Regions from separate parts of the Anser cygnoides genome. Here all the other regions are linked to region 1. The links are chromatin contacts, called in public Hi-C maps. All regions are on one chromosome and are shown on one strand. The core of a region is the stretch at or near the end of the contact, and the rest is flanking DNA. Distances in the headings are between cores, read along the strand shown. Region 1 holds the start of LOC106049708 (tumor necrosis factor receptor superfamily member 10A). Region 2 holds the start of XPO7 (exportin 7). Region 3 holds the start of BMP1 (bone morphogenetic protein 1).

Region 1 (4,204 bases), core at 1,259-3,758:
CAGTTCCCCGAGCTGCTTCCCCGCCAAGCAGCCTTGTTCCCGCCCTGCCATCTTCTTCCAAGCTCTCACCTGCACTTGTTGTGCCTTGGGCAATGCTTAAAAAAGGATCGGCCGCTCAAGAGTTACTCATCCACAGCCTGGGTGAGTCATTTCCTAGGGAGAGAGCCTGCCCCAAGCCCTGAATCCAGTACGCGCTCACAGTACGGGTGAGCCCAGAGTTCAAGGCTGGCAAAAAATTAACAAGTCACCACGTCGCCATCTCAACTCGCTTATGTTGGGGCAGTTTTTCTCCCACCCCATCCACACAGCTGCAGGAGAACCGATTGTGTAATGGCAGAAAGTCCAAAGGTTTTCCATATATTTGTTTGTTCCCTCCCCGAGGCGATGCGCTGGGATTTCCGCGCTCAGACGGAAGGCACACAGAAAGTTCGTGCAGCCTTTTCTTTCTTTTTCTTCCCCCTTGGGAGACAAAACCTGTGCCTTTGCTCACTTGAGACAGGCGCTATGTGATGGTGAAAAATGCAAACCGAAGGAGCACCGAGGAGCACAGGCTCAGCGAAGCGTTCCCGGCGGCTCCTGCCTGAGCTGGGAGCTTCGAAACCAGAAGTTTGGGCACGAAAAGAAAAAGGAAAACCGTGGTAAAAAAATAAGGTGCTGTGAAACGTGAGCCCAGCTCAGCTTTCACACCAGGCTGTTGTCACACATCGTACTGAAACGTGCTGCAGCGGTGGTGGCACGAGTTTGGAAGTGCCAAGGGCCAGCCCTTGTCCTCCTCCTTCCTCCCTTTCCTTCCTCCTCTTCCTCCCACCACTATATGGCCCCGTTCGCTGTGCCCAGAGCTCTCGTCCCATCACCTCCACGACGTGCCCGGGGCCAAACCGTGCTGTGCCCGGGGGCTGAGCCCAGCCCAGCCCAGTTATCAGGAAAAGGAGGACCAGAGCAAACATCGCTCTGATATTTTATGAGGATGGGCACCTAACAAACAGGGACATAGACAAAGCAGAGATATTTAATGAATTTTTGGCTCTGTCTTCAACACCAAAGAGGGACCCTGGGACTCCAAATGCCCTAGGATGGAGGACCGAGACTGCAGGAATGATAAACCCCAAATTTGTGCACATTTGCTGCTCCACCTGGATCCATACAAGTCCAGGGGGCCTGATGGGATTCATCCCAGGGTACTCAGAGGGATGTCTAATGTCATTGTGGGACCTCTCCCGATTATTTTTCAATGATCTGGGGAATCCGGAGAGGTCCCAGCTGACTGGAAGCTGGCAAATGTGCACCCAGTTTCCAAGAAGGGCAAGAAGGAAGATCCTGGCAATTCCAGGCCAGTCAGTCTCACTTTGGTGCCTGGTAAAATTTAGAAAATTATTCTGGGAGTTATTTAAAATCATCTAAGGGACAACGCAGCGATTGGTAACAGCCAATGTGGGTTCAATAGGGGAAGCTCATGTCTAACATTTATTTCTTTTCACAAGATCACCCAGCTGGTGGATCAAAGGAAGCCAGTCGATGTAATCTGTCTGGATTTCAGCAAAGCTTGCGATACTGTCTCTCACAATATCCTTCTGGACAAGACAACCAGAATACAGTTAGATAAAATTATTATGAGATGGGCGAACAATTAGCTGATGGGTCAGGCCAACAGGGTTCTTGTAACGGGGTTACACCAGCCTGGCAGCCTAACATTAGTGGGGTTCCCCGGGGCTCCATTGTAGGGCCAGTCCTCTCAATGTTTGCAGAAATGATTTGAACGAAGGACTCGATGATTTTGCGGTCACGCTTGACACCTCGCCAGCCGGGGTGCCCCCAACGTGGCGCCCGAGCGGGGCCGCAGGAACTGCTACCCCACGCTGGGAGCTCTCCGTGCTGCTGCTTTCACCTGCTCTCACCACGAGCTGACGCAGGCGCAGGTTTTTTTTTCTGTGCTGTGATCCTCTCCGTGCTTCTTCCATCTCCGTGCCAAAGCAGGGGGCTCAAGCGCACCCTGTGGGGTGCCCCCAAGCCCACCAAACGCCTCGGTTATCTACGCACAGATGTGCTGCTTGTCGAGCAGGCAGCACAAGCAGCGGCAGGCGTGATTTATATAATCTCTTTTTACGTTTTCTTTTTCTCTCTCTTTCTTACAAGTCCCCTGCCTTGACGCGGTCCCAGCTGCAAGGTCACTCGAGCGTGCTTGCAGTGCTCCTCGCCAGCCTTCCGTCCCTACCCCGTCCTCCTCCTCAACAATATTCTGCTTTTAACTTTCCTCCCAGCTGGGCACCGTGCTATAACGGAGATATAAAACCGCCAGCGCCCCAAGGATGGGGAAGGGGCTGGAGGGGAGGGGACGGGTGGGGGGGCGCCTGGTGTCCCCTGGGTTTCTTCGTCCAGAAGAGGAGGAGGAGGAGGCTGAGGGGAGACCTCCCGGGGGTTTACACCTTTCTCCCGAGGGGAGAGGTGCTGAGCTCCCCGGCGAGCAGCGATAGGACCCGAGGGAAGGGGTTGGGCAGCAGGAAAAGGGCCGGCCCCGAGGGCGGGGGCAGCAGAGCAGCGGCGCCCAGGCGCGGAGCACCAGGAGCGCTCGGGTCCCTCTGCGGGACACACGCTCTGATTTTTTTATTATTTTTTTTTTTGGGGGTGGACCTTTGGGGGCCCCGGGAGTCGGCTGCGAGGATTTTTTTTTTTATATATATATGTATATATTTTTTTTTTTTTGGCGAAGCTGCCCTCCGCTAGTTCCTAACCCGCTCCGCGCACGATGCGCTCGGCGCTGCGCCTCTCGTCCCGCCGGGGCTGCCTCCCCCTGCTGCTGGCGGTGTGTGGGGTCCGGGGGGGGGCGGGGGGGTCCCGGGGGGATTTAAGGGAATTTGGGGGGTGGGCCTGGGACCCTCGGATCTGCCTCCGTGGCATGCCCGGGCTTGCAGCGCCGTCGAGGGGCGCGATCCTACAGGGCTTGGGAATAGGGGAAAAAAGGCAGGGGGGGGGTGGGGGGCGATTGGGGTCGTTTTGGGGGCTGGGGGGGGCTGGTTTGTATAGAGGGGGGGTGGTGTGAATGGGGGGACCCTTGGGTGTAGGGGTTGGGGGCTCCCCTGGGGGTGGGGGTGATGGGGGAAGAGTAAAGGATCGGGGGTTCCCTTTAGCAGGGGGGTGTCGGGGGGGGGTCAGGGGTAGGGGTTCAGCCGGGGCAGGGGCTGTGGGGGGAGATGGGGTTACGGGGGGTTTACCCGGTCTGGGGGAGCAGAGGCTATGGGGGGGTCCGCTGGCCAAGGGGCTATGTGGGGAGCGGGGGCTGTGGGGGGGGGGTCCCACAATCTAGGGGTTATGGGGGCTCACCCGGCCCCCACAGGAGGGGAGCAGGAGGATCTGCCGCCTCTGGTTTTGGGGTTTGCGGGGAGCGGGGGCACGCGGGGCTGAGGCTGCGGGGCACAGAGCCGGGATGGGACGTGCCTGGGCTGGGGGGCTGCGGGCTGGGGGGCGGCTTGGGGCTGGAGGCTTGTCCCATGGGGGGGGGGGGATCCCGACGGCGAGCGCTGCCCGCGCTGGAGGGGATTTCCACAAGCTTCGCTTCCAAGCCCTGTGTGCCTCCAAGCCCTGTGTGCCGTCGGCATCTCGCGATCGCCGGGGACGTTCAATAGCATCGGGGTCCGCCGGGGACACTCAGGGCTGACACGCTCAAAGCGTGTCCGAGCCCTCCTTTAGGACAGAAACGCCCAGCTGCGCGCATCACATTTCTTGGTGAATTGGGGTGTTGCTCGAGCTCCGAAATACCGAAGGTCTTGCCTCACGCGGTGGCTGTTCACGTGCCGCGGTGCTCGGCGCTGCCGTAACGGCATCCAGGAGCGTCAGCTTTGCCTGCGTTCCCTTCTCTAAGTCATTTACGGGAATCAGGTGGGGCAGGTGATATTTCCCTGCATCTCCCAGCGCTCAGACTTGCCTGGTAAAGTCGAGCCTTACCAAACCCAGCACCTACGGGCCAGGTTTTAACAGCTTTTCTATTTTTTTTTTCTATTACTTAAAAATAAGTTAAAAAAACAAAAAGAGGAGGGGGGACCGATGGGGACGGTAGCCTCACGTGATAATCATACGATCCTGCGGCTACGGTTCCTTCCTCTGGTCACCAATGCCTGTTGCATCATGCCTGGACCTGGGCCACGGTGCCCGAGGAGGAGCGCTCAGGATTTGCAGGAACTCAAACTCCGCTTGCGTAAAGCCCGGAGGG
Region 2 (4,204 bases), core at 952-3,451, 390 kb after region 1:
CAGAACCGATCGCCACCCTACAACGAACACTCTCCCACAGCAATATTCACTCCCAGCAAGCGCATCCCGTTTTAGGGCAACAGCCTGGAAAACATCTAAGAGGTAAGAAAAGCAGAAGGAAGATGAAACGAATCGGTTTCCAAGGCAGAGGGGGAAAGGGGAACAGGATTCATATTCGCCCGCGAAGCTAGTTCTCCTGCTGTCCTCAGTGCTTTCCTCTGCTTCTGCTGCGAACAAGTTTAGGCAACGCTTGCAAGCCCCGGATCCGACAGAAATATGCATTCAAAAAAAGGTCGCGTAAGTTCTTGGAGAAACGGACAAGCCGGCGTGCAGCAATTCACTTCAAGGCTGGAGGAGCTCTCAGCCACCCAAAATCGCCCGATTCTCGCGGCCCCTGCACCAGCACCACTTCGGTTCCAGACACCGAGCGGCCTCCCCTGGAAGAGGAGCTCACCGGGAAGGCATCGCGCGGTATCACCAGCGCCACGCGTGGGCCCTCTGACTTCGCATAATCTGCAGTTTTTAAAGACCTACGAGAACGCGATGTTCTCCCTGGGTACAGCCCTAAAAGTTCATCACCCTAGCGCTCCGTATTGCGAACGACTCCAGCGCAGATCCAGTCCCAAATATCGTTTTTGTGCCCCATCGGGTGCTGGCAAACAGCTACAACTCCAGACTTCACGCACAACCCAACCAAAGCTCTCACAGGGCAGCAGCACGACTGTAGGAACCTTCTAAACTCTGTTGTATTTATCCGCAAGCCCCAGATCCTGTTAAAACAGGACCAAATCCCACAGCACGTGCCATAGAACCAGCCCTCGGTTATTCACACCGAGGGACAACATCTCCTGGTGATGCTGGATAACTCAACAACCGATCTGTTAAACGAATATTATGCCTGACGGCCTGCGCAACTTCGCTCAAATAACGCCAAGATGACCGGAGTTTCACGCGAGGGAAAGACCTCTCCCCCCAAAAATTTAACCTATCGACAAAACCACTGCGTCCTCCTGCCACAAAGCGATCCAGAGCCAGTTCTGAAGCCAACCTAGCGCTCTCTTTGCTGCCGGGAGCTACATGAGGGCTCTTCAGAGCTGCTGCTGGCTGCCTTTACCTGCGGCGGGGAGAAGAAAAAGAGGATAAAAAGCGCTCAGAGCACCCCCAGCCACGACGCCGAGCGATCCCTCCGCCTCCGCCCGTCCCACACAGGCACCGCGCCAGGCTGCAGGTGCCTGACCCCTGCTTGCAAACAAGTTTTCCCTGGGAGCCAAACATCTCCCGAGCCCCCGTCGTTAAACTTTAACCCCCGGAGCCGTGACCCAGCGATGGCGGAGCCCAAACTTCCACTTTCTCACCCCAATATTTAACAAAGAGCCAGGCAGGGCTTCGGAGCGGCGAGGGCAGCTTTACCCAGGCCTGCAGCAGGGTTTTGAGGGCAGGGAGACGAATTTTGTTTTTTTTTTAGTGAAAGGAGAGCGGGTTTTTAAAGGGAAAGAGGGGAATTTGGAGGACTGGGGGGGAAATATGGGGGGTAACGCAGCGACCCCCTCCTCACCCTGGTGTCCAGCGCCCCCACACGGGGCTGAGCAGCGGGGAAGCAGCTCCTGAGGGGGTGCTGAGGGGATCCTGAGGGGGGTGCTGAGGGGGTGCTGAGGGGGGTGCTGAGGGGATCCTGACGGGATCCTGAGGGGGGTGCTGAGGGGATCCTGAGGGGGGTGCTGAGGGGATCCTGAGGGGATCCTGAGGGGGGTGCTGAGGGGATCCTGAGGGGGGTGCTGAGGGGATCCTGACAGGGGTGTTGAGGGGGTGTTGAGGAGGTGCTGAGGAGATCCTGATGGGATCCTGAGGGTGTGCTGAGGGGATCCTGACGAGATCCTCCCCCCCCCCTTAGGCCCCGCCGCCCCGCCGCCCCTTCCCCGCCCCCCCCCGGGCCCCCTTTCAACCCCGCGGCCGGCCGAGGCCTCGCCCCGGGAAGGCTCCGAGGCCCGGAGGAGAGGCCGGGCGGGCCGGGGCGGCCCCCCGGGGCCGGGCGGGCCCCCCCTCACCTGCACATGGTCCGCCATCTTGCGCCATTCATGCTCCGCTCCCCCCGCCTCCGCCGGGCCCCGCCGCGCGCCCGCCTCTCCCCCCCCCGCCCCTGCCCCTTCTTCCCCCAAGCGCCGCCGGAGCCGCTGCGCATGCGCGCCGCCCCGCCCCGCCGCCCCGCCGCGCCTGCGCGCGCCGCCCGGCCGCGCCCCAGCCGGCGCGCGCGCTGCTGCTGCCGCCGCTGCCGCTGCGCCCCGCGTGACGTCACGGCGCTGCGCGGCGCGGGGAGGGGTTGAGGTGTGTGGGGGGGTGGGGCTTAAAGGGGACGCGGCCTGCGCGCCGTGACGGGGCCTGAGGGGAGCCAGTGCCACCAGTGTAACCAGTACACAGCCCCAGTGCCCCCAGTGTCACCAAGGCCCAGTATCAGTGCTCCCAGTGTCCCCAAAGCCCAGTATCAGTGCTCCCAGTGCCACCAGTACATAGCTTCAGTGTTCCCGGTGCCCAGCACCAGTGCCCCCAGAGGAGAACACCAGTGCTCCCAGTGCCTGCAGGGCCCAACGCCAGTGCTCCCAGTGCCACCAATACACAGCTCCAGTGTCCCCAGTGCCCCCAGAGCCGAACACCAGTGCTCCCAGTGCCTGCAGGGCCCAATACCAGCGCTCCCAGTGCTTCCCAGTGCACAGCTCCAGAGCTCCCAGTACACCTAGTGCCACCAGTGCACAGCTCCAGTGTTCCCAGTGCCCACCACCAGTGCTCCCAGTGCTTCCCAGTGCACAGCTCCAGTGCTCCCAGTGCCTGCAGGGCCCAACACCAGTGCTCCCAGTGCCTGCAGTGCCCAGCACCAGTGCTCCCAGAGCAGAGCACCAGTGCTCCTAGGGCCACCAGCGCACTGCTCCAGTGCTCCCAGTACTCCCAGTACATGTAGAGCCCAGTACCAGTGCTCCCAGTGCCCAGGACCAGTTCTCCCAGTGCCTCCAGCGCTCCCAGTGCCTGCAGGGCCCAACACCAGTGCTCCCAGTGTCTGCAGAGCTCAGTGCCAGTGCTCCCAGTGCCTCCCAGTGCCTGCAGGGCCCAACACCAGTGCTCCCAGTGTTCCCAGTGCCCCAAGTGCACAGCTTCAGTGCCCCCAGAGCCCAACACCAGTGCTCCCAGTGCCTCCAGTGCCTGCAGGGCCCAACACCAGTGTCTCCCAGTGCCTGCAGAGCTCAGTACCATAGCTCCCAGTGCTCCCAGTGCCATCAGTGCACAGCAACAGTGCTCCCAGTACTACCAGTGCACAGCACCAGTGCTCCCAGTGCCTGCAGGGCCCAACACCTGTGCTCCCAGTACCCCCAGAGCCAAACACCAGTGCTCCCAGTGCCCCACACCACTGCTCCCATTGCCTGCAGGCCCAGTACCAGAACCCAGCACCAGTGCCCCCAGTGCTCCCAGTGCCCAGCACCGGCGCTCCCAGTTAGCGCAGGCCCCGCCCCGCCGCCCCACCCCAGTGCTCCCAGTGCTCCCAGTGACCCCAGCCCGGCCCCCCCAGTCTCTGCCCGGTGCGGGCCGAGGCGGAGGCGGCCGCGGGCGCCCCCTGGCGGCAGGAGACGGGAGGCACCGGGGGGCGGGCAGCGGGGGGGGGGGCAGGGCTTTGCATGCACCTAGGGATCCAATGCATGCACCGAGGGATCCAGTGCTCTGCATGCATGGAGGGATCACACGTATGCACCGAGGAATCCAGTGCTTTGCATGCACTGGGGGGTCCCCTTCATGCACCGAGGGATCCAGTGCTTTGCATGCATGTAAGGATCACATGTATGCACTGAGGGATCCAGTGCTTTGCATGCACCAAGGGATCCCATGCACGTACCAAAGGATCCAGTGCTTTGCATGCACTAGGGGGACCCCTGCATGCACCGAGGGATCCCATGCTTTGCATGCTCCGAGGGATCCAATGCATGCACCAAGGGATCAAGTGCTCTGCATGCATGGAGGGATCACACGTATGCACCGAGGGATCCAGTGCTTTGCATGCACCAAGGGATCCCGTGCACGTGCCAAGGGATCCAGTGCTTTGCATGCACTAGGGGGACCCCTGCATGCACCGAGGGATCCCATGCTTTGCATGCTCCGAGGGATCCAATGCATGCACCAAGGGATCAAGTGCTCTGCATGCATGGAGGGATCACATGTATGCACC
Region 3 (4,204 bases), core at 907-3,406, 260 kb after region 1:
CCGTCCCGGGGCTCTGCTGTCACCCTGCGGGCAGGCGGTGCCGTGTCTGTGTCCCCCTGAGCCCCCACCCCAATGAGTGGGGGCAGTAGGTTGCGGTTAGCCGGGTCCCCCCCAAGCTGCCCCCCCTCCTCTGTGGGTGCTGGGGGGGGGTCCCCGGGGAGAAGCCAAGTGCGACCAGCAGGGCTGGATGCGTTTGGCTGGTGCTCCTGTAGGGTCAGCACACACAGCCGGAGCAGCTCCTCCGGCGGGAGCGATGCCGGTGCCGTCCCCGGGCATCCCGCTGGGACCACGGGCAGGATGCGACCCCTGCATTGGACCCCCCCCACCCCGGATATCCCGCTGGCTGGGGAAGCAGGGCCACGGCTAATTCCTCCCCACAGGCTGTGGCTCCTCGCCGTCCCGTTTTGGCACCCGAGGAACGGACAAAGCGGCCGCGCCGCTGGCACAGGCCGGCCGCTGGCACCGAGCGGGCGGCATCGCCCCGGGGGCGGCCGCGGGCACGAGCGGCCTCAGGATCCCCCTGGTGTAAGCCGTGCAGAAAAACCCCAAATCCCTCTCCCGGTGCTTCCCCTTCCCACAGCCCTGACGGGACAAGGCCTCGGCACTCAGCTGTTTCCGGCGCTGCCCAAAACCCCGGGGGAAAAACACCGCGGGGATGCCGGGAGGGGGGCACACGGCGCCCACCCCAATTCTCCCCAAATCCTGCCCCTGCGGTGCCCGATCCCCCCCCCCAGGGCCCCCCGGGCAAAGGCACCGTAATCGAATCAGGCACATAAGGAGCTCGTAAAGGCAGGCGGGGAAGGCGGGGAGAGCGCGAGCGGGAAGGGTCGGGGGGCTCGGCGTGCGCGGGAGCGGGGCGAGGAGCGGGGAGCCCCCCCCGGGGAGGCCGGGTCGGGCGGTGGGTGAAGCCCCCCCCGGGTGCCGGGTGGGAGCGGAGCGGTGGCTCCAGCCGGCTCTGCCCGGACGGTTTTGCAAGCCGAGCTGTTTCAGCCCGGGAGGGCAGGAAGGGAAGGATTTTTGGCCCGAAAAAAAGCCCTCATGGAGACGGAGTTGGAGCAACAGCCGCCTTCCAGCGCAGACAATGCCATTAAAGAGAAACGTGATCCTGCAGCCCGGAGCCGCCAGACGCAAACCCTCGCCTCTGCTCTCGGCTCTGGGGGGGGTCCCCTCCCGTGCCTCAGTTTCCCCCCCCCCCATCCTGTCCTTTCGCCCCCTTTATCTCGCTCTCGCGGCCGGGGACCGTCTCCCCATGGCGCCCAGCCTGGGGCCTCCGGCCGCTTCCAAGCGATGAATAACAGCTCAGCAATGCCCTGAGCCAGCACCGAGGTAACGAACTCCCCACGGAGGGGGGGGGGACCGACAGCGGCCGGCCCGGGACAAACACCTCCGGGGCCGAACCGGGTGTCCTGGGACGGCGGCGGCACGGCCGGGACCGAAAACTCCCCGTGGCTGCTTCCCGAGCGCCAGCACCGCGCCTGGATCCGGCCCGCGCCCCGCTGGCACCGGGGGGGGGGGAGCTGGGGGCTCGGGTGGGCTGGGGGCTGCTGGGGGCCGATGACAGCTGGTGGCACGGCCGGGGCCGGGCGGAGGAAACGGGGTGCTAAGCGGGTTCCCCCCTCCGCTCGCCACTCGGAGCGCAACCCCAAGGCTCCGAGTTTCCCCACGCCAAGCCGCGGGGCGCACGCTCGCCCGCTGCCACCCACGGCCACCGACAGCCACCCACGGCCACCGACGGCCACCGACGGCCACCCACGGCCACCCACGGCCACCCACGGCCACCCACGCTCCCCCGCGGCCACCCCACGCTCGCCCCGTGCCACCCACGCTCCCGCGGCACCCACGCGCGCTCCCCTTTGTCTGCGCCCTCCGGCCGCCCCGGCGCGCATCCCCCTGCCCTACCGGCTTTGCAGGGGTCCTTGTAGTCCAGGGGCTCGGCGTCCTCCTCCTCCTCCTCCAGCACGTAGGAGTAGTCGGGGACGTGCATGGCCCGGGCCAGGAGCAGGCAGAGGAGCAGCCCGCAGCTCCGCAGCCCGGCCATGGCTCTGCGGGCAGCGGGCGGGCAGGGGAGAGGCGGGCGGCTTTGCTTTTTTTTTTTTTTTTTTGTAAAAAAAAAAAAAAAAATCCCTTCTCTCTTCCCTTCTTTCCTTCCCTTCTTCGCTCCCTCTTTTTTTTTTTCTTTTTTTTTTCGCTTTTTTTTTTTTTTTTTTTTTTTTTTTAGGGAAATGAGATCTGGCGGGGGCGGGTTCATGAGCGGAGCTCGGCCCCTGCAGCCCCGCCGGGCGCAGGGCTGGGAGCGGGGCCAGCGGCGGGGGGGGGCCGGCGGGGCTGAGCCGCCTGCGAGGGGACCCGGCCCGCAGCCCCCCTCTCCTGCCCCCCGCAGCCCCCGGCCCCTGGTCCCTGGAGCCGTTTTGCGCTCCCCCAGCCCGGTCTTGCGCCCCCCAGCCCCGGTTCTGTGCTCCCCAGCCCCGGTCCTGCGCCCCCCAGCCCCGGTTCTGCGCCCCCCCGCCCCGGTTCTGTGCTCCCCAGCCCCGGTCCTGCGCCCCCCAGCCCCGGTCTTGCGCCCCCCAGCCCCGGTTCTGTGCTCCCCAGCCCCGGTCCTGCGCCCCCCAGCCCCGGTTCTGCGCCCCCCCGCCCCGGTTCTGTGCTCCCCAGCCCCGGTCCTGCGCCCCCCAGCCCCAGTTCTGTGCCCCCCAGCTCCCGTCCTGTGCCCCCCATCCCCATCCCACACCCTCTGGCCCCAGCCCTGCACCCCCCAGCCCTGCTCCTGCCCCCCAAACACCCGCTCCTGCTCCCCCTCCTGCACCCCGTAGCCCCTGGTCCTGGTTTTGCACACCCCCATCCCCAATCCCAGCTCTGCACCCCCAGCCCTGCGCCCTACATCTCCCAATCCTGGCCCCCCAGCCCTGCACCCCTGGTCCCGCACCCCATATCCCCCCTGTCCCGCACCCCACAGCCCACTTCCCCCCAAGCCGTGCCAGCGCAGGAGGAGGAGGGCAGCTCCTGCAGCCCGTGCACCCTTCCCGGGTGCCTGTGAGCACCCAAAAAGTGGGGCCAGCACCCCAGGGGTGATGGATGAGCACCCGAAGAGTGGGGCGAGCACCCCAATGATGACGGATGGGCACCCAAAGAGTGGGCGAGCACCCCAGGGGTGATGGATGAGCACCCGAAGAGCAGGGCGAGCACCCCAATGATGACGGATGAGCACTCAAAGAGTGGGCGAGCACCCCGGGGATGATGGATGAGCACCCAAAGATTGGGGTGAGCACCCCAGGGATGACGGATGAGCACCCTAAGAGCAGGGCGAGCACCCCAGATATAACAAATGGGCACCAAAGAGCAGGGCGAGCACCCTGGGGTGCCCAAATGGGGAGGCAGGGGAGAGGCAGCCATGGCTGGGCCATGGGGCCGCGTGTGCAAGCGCGTGTGCACGCGTGTGCACGCGTGTGCGCCGAGGTCTGTGAGTGACACCTGCTGTCAGAGCCCTGCCATTTCACGCCGGGCCCGTCACCACCAGGTCCCCACGGGCCACCGAACCCAGCCAGAGCCACCGCGGGCCGAGCCCGAGCTCCACGGACACCTGGGGGTGCGTGGGGGCTGCGCGGGGCAAAGCAGCCCGAGCCCTGCGTGGCGAGACCAGGGGGTACTGGGGGGGGGCTTTGGGGGACCCCCCTTGGGTGCTGCCCCATCGCTGTGCCATGGGCTGGGGCCACGGTCCCCAGCTGAGCATCCACGGCGGGCGATGGGCGCGGCGGTGTCCCCGTGGTGCCATCCTGCTCGCTGTGCCCCACGGAGCTGGAGGGGGGGGACGGACAGGGCTGCGTGTTCCCCCGGCTGGGTTCAGGTCCCCCCATCCCGGTGTGGGACGTGGGGTCCAGATTCCTGCTCAGTACCAGGTATCTCCTCTCCATCCCCAGCCCCAAAGCCTCGGCTCCTCTTTCCCTTTTCCTTCCCGGGACTTCCCCGCGCTCAGGGCCTGACGTTCCCACCCGGCTCTGCCTATAGGGGAAAAATCTCCTCCGCGCCTCGTCTCCAGACATTATTCCGCCCCCCCCGAGCAGCAGACCGTCAGGGATGTGCTCTGCCTGTCAGCCCGGCGTTGCAAAACCTCCGCCGCACAGCCATGACGTCCAGTAAACTTTTCCCCTTCGAGCAAATAAATAAACCTCGGAAAACTGGTCCCGGACCGCTTCCCCACGCCGCCCCC

What was found. Hi-C and Micro-C count contacts between places; a contact is called where the count stands out from the background.
Region 2: a contact with region 1 is called in a Hi-C map of liver, with 10 times the contacts expected there. The contact joins the promoter of XPO7 here to the promoter of LOC106049708 in region 1. A contact is called at or near these places in 2 of 7 Hi-C or Micro-C datasets (both in liver).
Region 3: a contact with region 1 is called in a Hi-C map of liver, with 2.1 times the contacts expected there. The contact joins the promoter of BMP1 here to the promoter of LOC106049708 in region 1. A contact is called at or near these places in 2 of 7 Hi-C or Micro-C datasets (both in liver).

The regions. Positions count from the first base shown.
Region 1 is chr26:2,448,417-2,452,620 of Taihu_goose_T2T_genome, reverse strand. LOC106049708 (tumor necrosis factor receptor superfamily member 10A) reads left to right here and starts at 2,508. Exons shown (of 10, transcript XM_048045781.2): 1 at 2,508-2,800. The coding sequence starts at 2,744.
Region 2 is chr26:2,053,640-2,057,843 of Taihu_goose_T2T_genome, reverse strand. XPO7 (exportin 7) reads right to left here and starts at 2,201. Exons shown (of 28, transcript XM_066983354.1): 1 at 2,046-2,201. The coding sequence starts at 2,063.
Region 3 is chr26:2,187,738-2,191,941 of Taihu_goose_T2T_genome, reverse strand. It overlaps BMP1 (bone morphogenetic protein 1), which reads right to left and starts at 2,156. Exons shown (of 19, transcript XM_066983458.1): 1 at 1,900-2,156. The coding sequence starts at 2,038. LOC125179738 (collagen alpha-4(VI) chain-like) reads left to right here and starts at 2,812. Exons shown (of 32, transcript XM_066983518.1): 1 at 2,812-3,258; 2 at 3,915-4,204.